Regions from separate parts of the Oncorhynchus mykiss genome. Here region 2 is linked to region 1. A link is a contact called in public Hi-C data. All regions are on one chromosome and are shown on one strand. The core of a region is the stretch at or near the end of the contact, and the rest is flanking DNA. Distances in the headings are between cores, read along the strand shown.

Region 1 (4,684 bases), core at 1,508-4,007:
AAACTGTAGGAGTTTTTATTCATGAGACAGGGGATGGGTGGGTAGTTGGATGAGGAAACATGCAGTTTGCATAGCTAGACACTAGATTGTAATATGCAATAACCATTTTTAGTAGCATACATTACGCTGCGTATAGTATAGTTGATAATCATTTGATGAAGGAAAAGTTCAATGACAACATGACTGTGTGAACTTTGAATATGTAAAATAATAAGGGAATTTCTTTATAGTAGCCTAAGTCTTACTAGTCTGGAAATGTATGGTGAGACTAGATCTTTGACATAATGATAGAGGTTTGCAAACTGAGCACCAGGGTTCAGTGTTGCTCCAGGGATAAGCAGCACACAACTTCATCACAAAATGTACCAACAATACTCTCCTCAATCAAGTTAAAATCAAATCAATGTAATTTGTCACATACACAGTTTACAGCAGGTGGGAAAGGTGCAGTGAAATGCTTATGTGCTAGATCTTCAACACTGCAGTACATCAGTCAATAATAACAATAAAAAGAGTCAAGTAAAAAATAACAAGTAATAGAAGCGGTAGTATGCATTGTAATAATAGACTGTATAGAAATATAAAGTGGGTAGTAGTGTCTTGGTCACGCTGTAGAATAAATAGTATATAATAGAACATCAGGGTTGACTGTTGTGTGTGTGTGTGTGTGTGTGTGTGTGTGTGTGTGTGTGTGTGTGTGTGTGTGTGTGTGTGTGTTCAATCCCACAGATGTCAACAGTGCCCCATATCAGGACCAATTAAAGTTAGATGAGAAATAGTCTATGTTCCAATTATGTCTCTTTCCTCCCAAAATGTGCACTTGTTTACTTACCCTCGCTGATTTGAAAGGAAATGACTGGTATAAGAAATATGGTGGAACATTTGCCTGGCTACGCTTTCACATCGCTACGGCCAAGTGACGCTTCTCCACGATAAGTCTGGATTTGCCTCCCTCCCCGACGATTTTTAGAATGCAAAGACATTCTGCCCGTTCTTATTGGTCCCAGAAACCTAATAGCATCAAAGACAGTACAGTATGAAGATAGGCTAAAACTGCTTCTCCAATAGAAATCCCCGATCACACTTGTAGGTGATGTCATGGCGACGTTGGCTAGCTAAGGTCATGGGTAGAAACACATCATCGTGTCTAACGGTCGCCTCACGTCGAACTGCGCATGTGCAGGCCATCAAATCAAATGCTCTCCTTTGATATAAAGTTATTTTTTACAAAAAATTAAAATGTGTCAGTTTGTCACTCATGAGGTTGGAGTAATAACAACTTCAACTACTTAAGACATTGCCTGGAGTCTAGGTTGTGCCTTTAAATTTGGAAAAAATGAACAAATAAGGAAACATTTTTCACTTCTCTCATTGACTTCTCAAACCCCGGGCTGGTCTGTTTGGTTTCGCAAGCGTTCCTGGAATTCTCACAATCGTGGGCCTCTTGGTTTAGAAACTCTGTGATGATGTTGTCAACTTTGACACTTTGATTGGTTAGATTTGTTAGAGATGATCCAATCGCTGATTAATTTGTTTTGTACAACGCCCCTCATTTTGAAGTCGCACAAATGACTTCTAGGATGGCAGTTTCAGACTGAATGTATGTAGCAATCGATAGAGCAGCAGAGTTAAATTCAGGGTGAGTCATCGGACAAGTGGAACATCCCACTAGCCCATGCATCAACCAATCCAATGCTTTTACATTTGTGGGAATTTAGACTTCAGGAGATAGGTGATATTAAGATGCGCCCAAAGCTATCTATGGCATAGGGCTATCAATCAGCTCAGGGACATTTTCTGTTGTTACACATGTTGACATTCATAATATATTATGTACAGTGTAACCAACCTCTCTCGGTCTCTCTCTTTCTCCCTCTCTCATACATGCAGTTTGTGTGTGCCTGTAAAATTATAATTTTCAGCCTGTCTAAGGCTCTATCCACACACATGCGCGTGCGCATACACACACGCACACACACACACACACAGTCAATCAAATGCTGCATCTTTAGCATTTGATGCAGTATAACGTGCGACCTTGACAAAGAATGCAGATGTCTTCCTATCAATGAGCTCTAGCTATCTCCATGTAAGGGACGCAGACCACAGAGAGGGGATACATTATGCATGTCATCCATTATTAATAGTCTTGAGTCATGTTACCATCATTACTGGCAGAAAAAAATGTGTAAGGGACTTTACTATCCATAGCATGACACATTTGCTGCACTATGTGGATAACCACATTATCCAGTTTATCCAGTCCATTAGAATCAGACCATTAGCAATGATGTTTGACATGTTCAAATTACAGAAAATAAAATAACTGTGGTGTTCCTCTGCCCAGGCTTTGCTGATGCATGCCAGATTTTACAACGCTTGGAAAGGTATTTAGGTATAAAATACCCACATCATATATTATAGCAATCTGTCAGTCAATGACACAATCGATGAAGTAGCGCGCAACCATTGGTTAATGCAGGGGAACTCGACCATAGCTTACCTTATGAAGTTATATTTTCCAATATAAGCTAACAATTAAATAAAGAATATTACATTAAAAATAATTCTATAGGTATTTAATATTCACTTCTCCTATGGGCTGTACATTGAACTGAGTAGCCTAATCTAAATTAATAGATGGAGGCGGTCCTAATTCAAAAACTCAGTTTTCCCGAGAGGTTATTGGCCGTTTAAAGCGCTCTATTCTCCATAGCCCCGCCTCCATCTATCAGGCTCTTACTGCGTAAAATACAGACCACTGTAGCTGCACGATGTGCTACGATGCAACGACTTTGAAGTTTTAGTTTGGACTGGGGAATAGCAAGTTGATGTTTTTTCAATTGAAGGCAACAGGATAAAGGTTTAATCTTCAGAATACATTGCACTAGGGCTTTAATTGCATTCATTTAATTTTATTAGGCGACGTTTTGTGCCATTAATTCCAAAGCCCTCTTTACAGTATGAGGTGCAGTTATGGCAAGGAGTAGTAATAAGTCAGTTACGAGGACCCTGGAGGATTTGACGCTTGATTCGGGTTATGGTGGAGCAGCGGACTCCTTCAGGTCTTCCAGTGCTTCACTGTGCTGTTCCGAGGCACATATACCGTATGCGCATGGGGCGAATTTCTGGCATTTAACCGACTCCATGCACAGTCGCCACAACAGCCTAGACACTGTCAACACCGTCCTGGTCGAAGACGCCGAGAACCTGGAGTGCTTCGGTCAGTGCGCTAAACTACCCGAGCTAGAGGACGTGCCATGGAGCCTCGGGGAAGTAGAGAGCGCACTAAACAAGGACGAAGAGTTGAGACTGGGGGTCGTGTCACAGGAGATCCTGGCTAGGCTCTCGGTCCTCATCAGCCGTGCGCTCGTGAGGGTCGCGAAGGAAGCGCAGCGCCTGAGTTTGCGCTATGCCAAATGCACCAAATATGAGATTCAAAGTGCAGTTAAGGTTGTCATGTCTTGGTCTGTCTCTGTGAACTGCATCACAGCGGCACTCAGTGCATTGTCCATGTACAACATGAGCACTGAGGACAAGTTCAGCCGCGGAAAGTCGCTCCGGTGCGGACTAATTTTTAACGTGGGGAAGTTCTTCAGGTGGATGGTGGACAGCCGGGTTGCGGTGAGGATCCACGAGCACGCGGCCATCTACCTGACAGGGTGCATGGAGAGTCTTTTCCGAGAGGTGTACGCGCGGGCACTGCGCAGCGCACTCGTGGAAAAAGATAACGGGATCCCTAAGTTCACAGTCGAGTCCCTCGAACAGGCCATCAACAACGACTCGGAGTTATGGGGGTTCCTGCAGCAATATCAACACCTCATTTGTGGGAAGAATGCGAGTGGTAAGTTGTGTACCTATTAATTAAGTTCTGTGACGCATCAACCTTGCGCGTAATTTTAACGTATTATTTGTTATTGTGCCAAAAACAGTGAAGTGATATCACCGGCTGTAATATAGTCATTATCAAGTTAGCAGTTCACTCTCGCATACAACATTTGCGTTGGACAGGGGTGGAGGGATAACATGACCTCACATATGAATTATGTATTTGTTCCCGTGTCTGTCTGACGTGTCAGGATCATCCTGGGTAACCTCATTGTTGAGTAACTGTATTCAAATGTTCTATGCTGACGTACAAGCATAGAGGGGCCCCAACAGACACTGACGTTACATGCTTTCGCAATGGCTGTTTCTCAACAACAACAACAAAAAAATCTAATTTCAACATAAGCTCTTGCCTTCAGACTTCTCAATTGGTCTTCCATGCTGCAATATATTTCATCAGTTGTAATCTAATGTAATAATAACCTAATGTAATAACAGGCTTTATTACATCTGTGATATATGCATTCAAAGTGCTTCTGTGGCTCCATACTTCAACAAGGTTATGTAATACAGAGCCCCAGGGCAAGTGTTATCATGGGTTATTCTGAGTGATGTGAATGGGACTGAGTTGAAGACAGAGGAGAGGACCCTACTGATGCTGTTTTAAAGAGAGCTAAGGGGTAGGAGAAAGAGCACAGTTCAAATGGCTCCATGTACTGCCAATGGTCCTTAGCACATCATCACACCCATTGCAATTGTGACAAGTGGAGACCTCAAATGCACTGTGCCTAACTGTAGAAGGTTATGTAGCCTACCTAACAGCATTCTCATTTCCAATGTGTAACGATATTTAACA
Region 2 (4,684 bases), core at 990-3,489, 180 kb after region 1:
TATGTTTTGGCCGGGTATGGTTCTCAATCAGGGACAGCTGTCTATCGTTGTCTCTGATTGGGAATCATACTTAGTCAGCCTCTTTTGCCACCTTTGTTGTGGGTAGTTGACTTTGTTAGTGGCCTGTGTAGCCAAAGTAAGTGTCACGGTTGTGGTATTCTTTGGTTTGTTGGTGACATTTATAAATAAAAATAAATGTACGCTCACCATGCTGCACCTTGGTCCGGTCGTTCCACCCTGACGACGTTCGTGACAATAACAAGGCTATATACAGAGGGTACTGGTACAGAGTCAATGTGTGGGGGCAGCGGTTAGTCGAGGGAATATGTACATGTAGGTAGAGTTATTAAAGTGACTATGCATAAATAATAAACAGAACAAAGAGTAGCAGCAGCGTAAAAGATGCGGGGGGGGGCGGGGCAATGCAAATAGTCTAGGTAGCCACTTGATTAGGTGTTCAAGACTCATATGGTTTGGGGGTAGAAGCTGTTAAACCTTTTGGACCTAGACTTGGCGCTCTGGTATCGCTTGCCATGCGGTAGCAGAGAGAACAGTCTATGACTAGGGTGGCTGGAGTCTTTGCCAATTTTTAGGGCCTTCCTCTGACACTGCCTGGTATAGAGGTCTTGGATGGCAGGAAGCTTGGCCCCAGTGATGTACTGGGCCGTACGCACTACCCTCTGTAATGCCTTGTGGTCGGAGGCCGAGCAGTTGCCATACCAGGCAGTGATGCAACCAGTCAGGATGCTCTCGATGGTGCAGCTGTATAACTTTTTGAGGATCTGAGGACCCATGCCAAATCTTTTCGGTCTCCTGAGGGGGACTAGGCTTTGTCGTACCCTCTTCACGACTGTCTTGGTGTGTTGGATCACGGTAGTTTGTTGGTTATGTGGACTCCCAAGGAACTTGAAGATCTCAAACAACTCAACTACAGTCCCGTCAATGAGAATGGGGACGCGATCGGTCCTCCTTTTCCTGAGGTCCACAGCCGTCTCCTTTGTCTTGATCACGTTGAGGGAGAGGTTGTTGTCTTGGCACCTCACGGGCCAGGTCTCTGACCTTCCTATAGGCTGTCTTGTCGTCGGTGATCAGGCCTACCACTGTTGTGTCATCGGCAAACTTATTGATGGTGTTGGAGTCGTGCCTGGCCATGCAGTCATGAGTGAACAGGAAGTACAGTCGTGGCCAAAAGTGTTGAGAATGACACAAATATGAATTTTCACAAATTTTGATGTCTTTAATATTTTTGTCAGAGGTTACTATGGAATACTAAAGTATAATTACATGCATTTCATAAGTGTCAAAGGCTTTTATTGACAATTACATGAAGTTGATGCAAAGAGTCCATATTTGCAGTGTTGACCCTTCTTTTTCAAGACCTCTGCAATCCGCCCTGGCATGCTGTCAATTAACTTCTGGGCCACATCCTGGCTGATGGCATCCCATTCTTGCATAATCAATGCTTGGAGTTTGTCAGAATTTGTGGGTTTTTGTTTGTCCACCCGCCTCTTGAGGATTGACCACAAGTTCTCAATGGGATTAAGGTCTGGGGAGTTTCCTGGCCATGGACCCAAAATATTCATATTTTGTTCCCCGAGCCACTTAGTTATCACTTTTGCCTTATGGCAAGGTGTATGCTGGAAAAGGCATTGTTCGTCACCAAACTGTTCCTGGATGGTTGGTAGAAGTTGCTCTCGGAGGATGTGTTGGTACCATTCTTTATTCATGGCTGTGTTCTTAGGCAAAATTGTCAGTGAGCAATTAATTGCAATTCATCTGATCACTCTTCATAACATTCTGGAGTATATGCAAATTGCCATCATTCAAACTGAGGCAGCAGACTTTGTGAAAATGAATATTTGTGTCCTCAAAACTTTTGGCCATGACTGTACAGTAGGGGACTGAGCATGTCTGCGTGTTATCCCTACTGCCTCTGATCTGGAGGACTCACTAACACAAATGCTTTGTTTGTAAATGAGGTCTGTGAGTTGTGGTGTGCACCAGGCTATATGTAAAAAATATGTCTTGTGCTAATTATAAGCAATTTGAAATAATTTATAATTTTTCTTTTGATACTTAAGTATATTTAAAACCAAATACTTTTAGACTTTTACTCAAGCAATATTTTTCTGGGTGACTTTCACTTTTACTTTAGTCATTTTCTATTAAGTTATCTTTACTTTTACTCAAGTATGACAATAGGGTGCTTTTCACCACTGATTACCACAACGCACTCAAATCTCAATTGAACTACAAGTACCAGAAGACAACGTTAACAAACGAGTCGAACACATCATTGGTCGAAGTGCAGGTGAGAGCACAGGTTGGCTAACTTGTAAGTTTTATTTTATTAATGTATAACATTGTAAGCTGTAGTTATTATATGTTAATTACAAATTGATATGACATTGTTTGCCAAGTAGTTAGCAGCAGTTAGACAGTTAACCGATATGTCAGCTGTTAGCTAGTAGTAAGCTAGCTGCTATTCGGCGAGTAGTAAGCTAGCTGCTAGTCGGCAAGTAGTTAGCTTTGGCCAACTTGCTAACTTAATGAATAATGTTAGCTAGTTTGTCTAGCTAGCTATATAATATGTGGAAACGAGGGGAATATCAGCTAAGGGTGTTAATGTTTTGTCTCTAACCAGCAGGTTTGACGGCTTTAGCTAGCTAACTTGACTTTGTAGCATGTGGTTAGCTAGCAAAATAGCTAGCTATGTCAACACTTTTGTGTGAAGGTGATGTAATCGTGTTGAAGTACGCAGCTACATGCAGCAGCAGGAGAGCGTTTAGCCATGACCGGGCTCTAAAAAGGGGCCACTAAGCTAACGTTAGGCAGTTTGCTCATGATATTTGTCTATACACTATAACGTACCTGTCACAGTAAAACCTGGCTCACAAATTGTCTTACCTACTAGAATTAGCTACCTGTGACAGGTAACGTTAACTAGACGGTTTTATTTTCCAACTAACTTTATCGCCATATGCTGATGGTAGCTAACTAGTGAGAATGGGTAGTTTATTTATGGTTTAGTACACTGCACATATATCTAGTTAGCAAACGTCAGCAATTGAGGAACTTGCATTGGGGCCTTAGCTTAGTCACAAAATAAGCATCACAGCTGATAGCATTGCAGAGAAAAGCAATTTTGGTCAACAAACCTACTTGATGAATTTGGCTAAATGTATTCATACATTTGATCATACTCTTTCCTCCTGTTTTGCTTTCCTTTTCAGTAAGGAAGGTGGGACATTGCTTTAGTTTTTGCCCAGCTCTTAAAGACTGAATCATGGACCAAGACAACAACTCCGAGGTAAGTTTGGGGACTGCTGGACATGGGTCACTGCATAATGCTTTGACAGCTGTTATTTTGATCATTTTAAAAAGGCACACAGAGTACAGCTTCACACACATCTGTTATGTCCCATACAGCTGTGTTATTTGAAGAACACAGCTCTATGCTGATCATAATACATTAAGCAAAACAAACATTCTTAGAATTTTGTCCCACTCCTGTACTAGCCTTGATGTTAATTGTCTAAGGATCAGTGTCACAATAAATCTGGCTACTAAGCCCTTGAGCACATTGACAAAATGTGTTCATTGACATGTACACTTTTAGAATGACTTAATGACTACATATGCTTTTTAACTTTTTTTTTAGGATGACTTGGTAGGTCCCTCTGAAGATGCGTCTGAAGAAGAGTCACTGCCTAGTCGTCCCCCTGGACTCTGTGAGTACCCTTATTTACGTAAAATGTATTTACTTTTCTCTCCGTCTGCTTGGCACCAAAAGCTTATATTGTTCACAATGCCCATGTGTGAGAAAAGGGGGAGCCGTCCTTTACTTTCCAAGCTTTGACACTACTATCCATGTTCTCTTAATGTCTGTGAAGTCCTCCCACAGCGATGTTATATTTGAAAGTCTGTTCTAACTTGTTTGTAACCTTTTATTTCAGTAGGCTACAACATGCACTGTTCACTCTACCCATATCTGACAATCACATTCCTTTGGCATAGTATGTTGTCTTTCCTGCCATCCAATTCAGTGATGTAGGAACTAAAGGTTCTTTCCGTTCTTGCCTTTGTCTTTTGCTCTTACTTGCTCTATTTCTCTCCCCTTCCACCTCTCCCTGGCTGGTTCCTTTATAGCGGACTCTGAGGCGGTGGAGCTGCTATGGCAGGTGCGTGCCCAGCGGCGCCAGTCTTCCCCAGAACTCCCTGAAACAGTCACCCGGCTGACTGCCCCGGATGGCAGCCTGCTCTACTTGGTAGGCACTGCCCACTTCAGTGACAGCAGCAAGAAGGACGTGGCCACGGTGAGCACAACAAATCTGACATGCAAGCATTAAGGGCTGTTTTCCTTGACACAGCTTATCCTAGCCAGTTTGGCCGGACAAATTTGAATTACTGTTTAACGGATGCCCCGCCTCACTTTCCTCCACACTGAAAAAAAAATATATATACATATATATATATGTATATGTGTATATATGTATATGTATGTGTATATGTATATGTATGTGTGTGTATATATATATATATATATATATGTGTGTGTGTGTGTGTGTGTGTGTGTGTGTGTGTGTGTGTGTGTGTGTGTGTGTATATATGTGTGTGTGTATATATATATATGTGTATATATATGTGTGTTTATATGTGTATATATATATATGTATATATATAT

What was found. A called contact is a pair of places that touch in the nucleus more often than the background predicts.
Region 2: a Hi-C map of blood shows a contact between it and region 1, with 10 times the contacts expected there. The contact joins the promoter of trabd here to the promoter of btbd11b in region 1. A contact is called at or near these places in 2 of 3 Hi-C or Micro-C datasets (blood and liver).

What each region holds. Positions count from the first base shown.
Region 1 is chr1:41,459,959-41,464,642 of USDA_OmykA_1.1, forward strand. It overlaps btbd11b (ankyrin repeat and BTB/POZ domain-containing protein BTBD11-B), which reads left to right and starts at 2,758. Exons shown (of 16, transcript XM_036977566.1): 1 at 2,758-3,844. The coding sequence starts at 2,977.
Region 2 is chr1:41,642,503-41,647,186 of USDA_OmykA_1.1, forward strand. trabd (traB domain-containing protein) reads left to right here and starts at 2,240. Exons shown (of 10, transcript XM_021601368.2): 1 at 2,240-2,311; 2 at 3,234-3,310; 3 at 3,662-3,731; 4 at 4,150-4,316. The coding sequence starts at 3,287.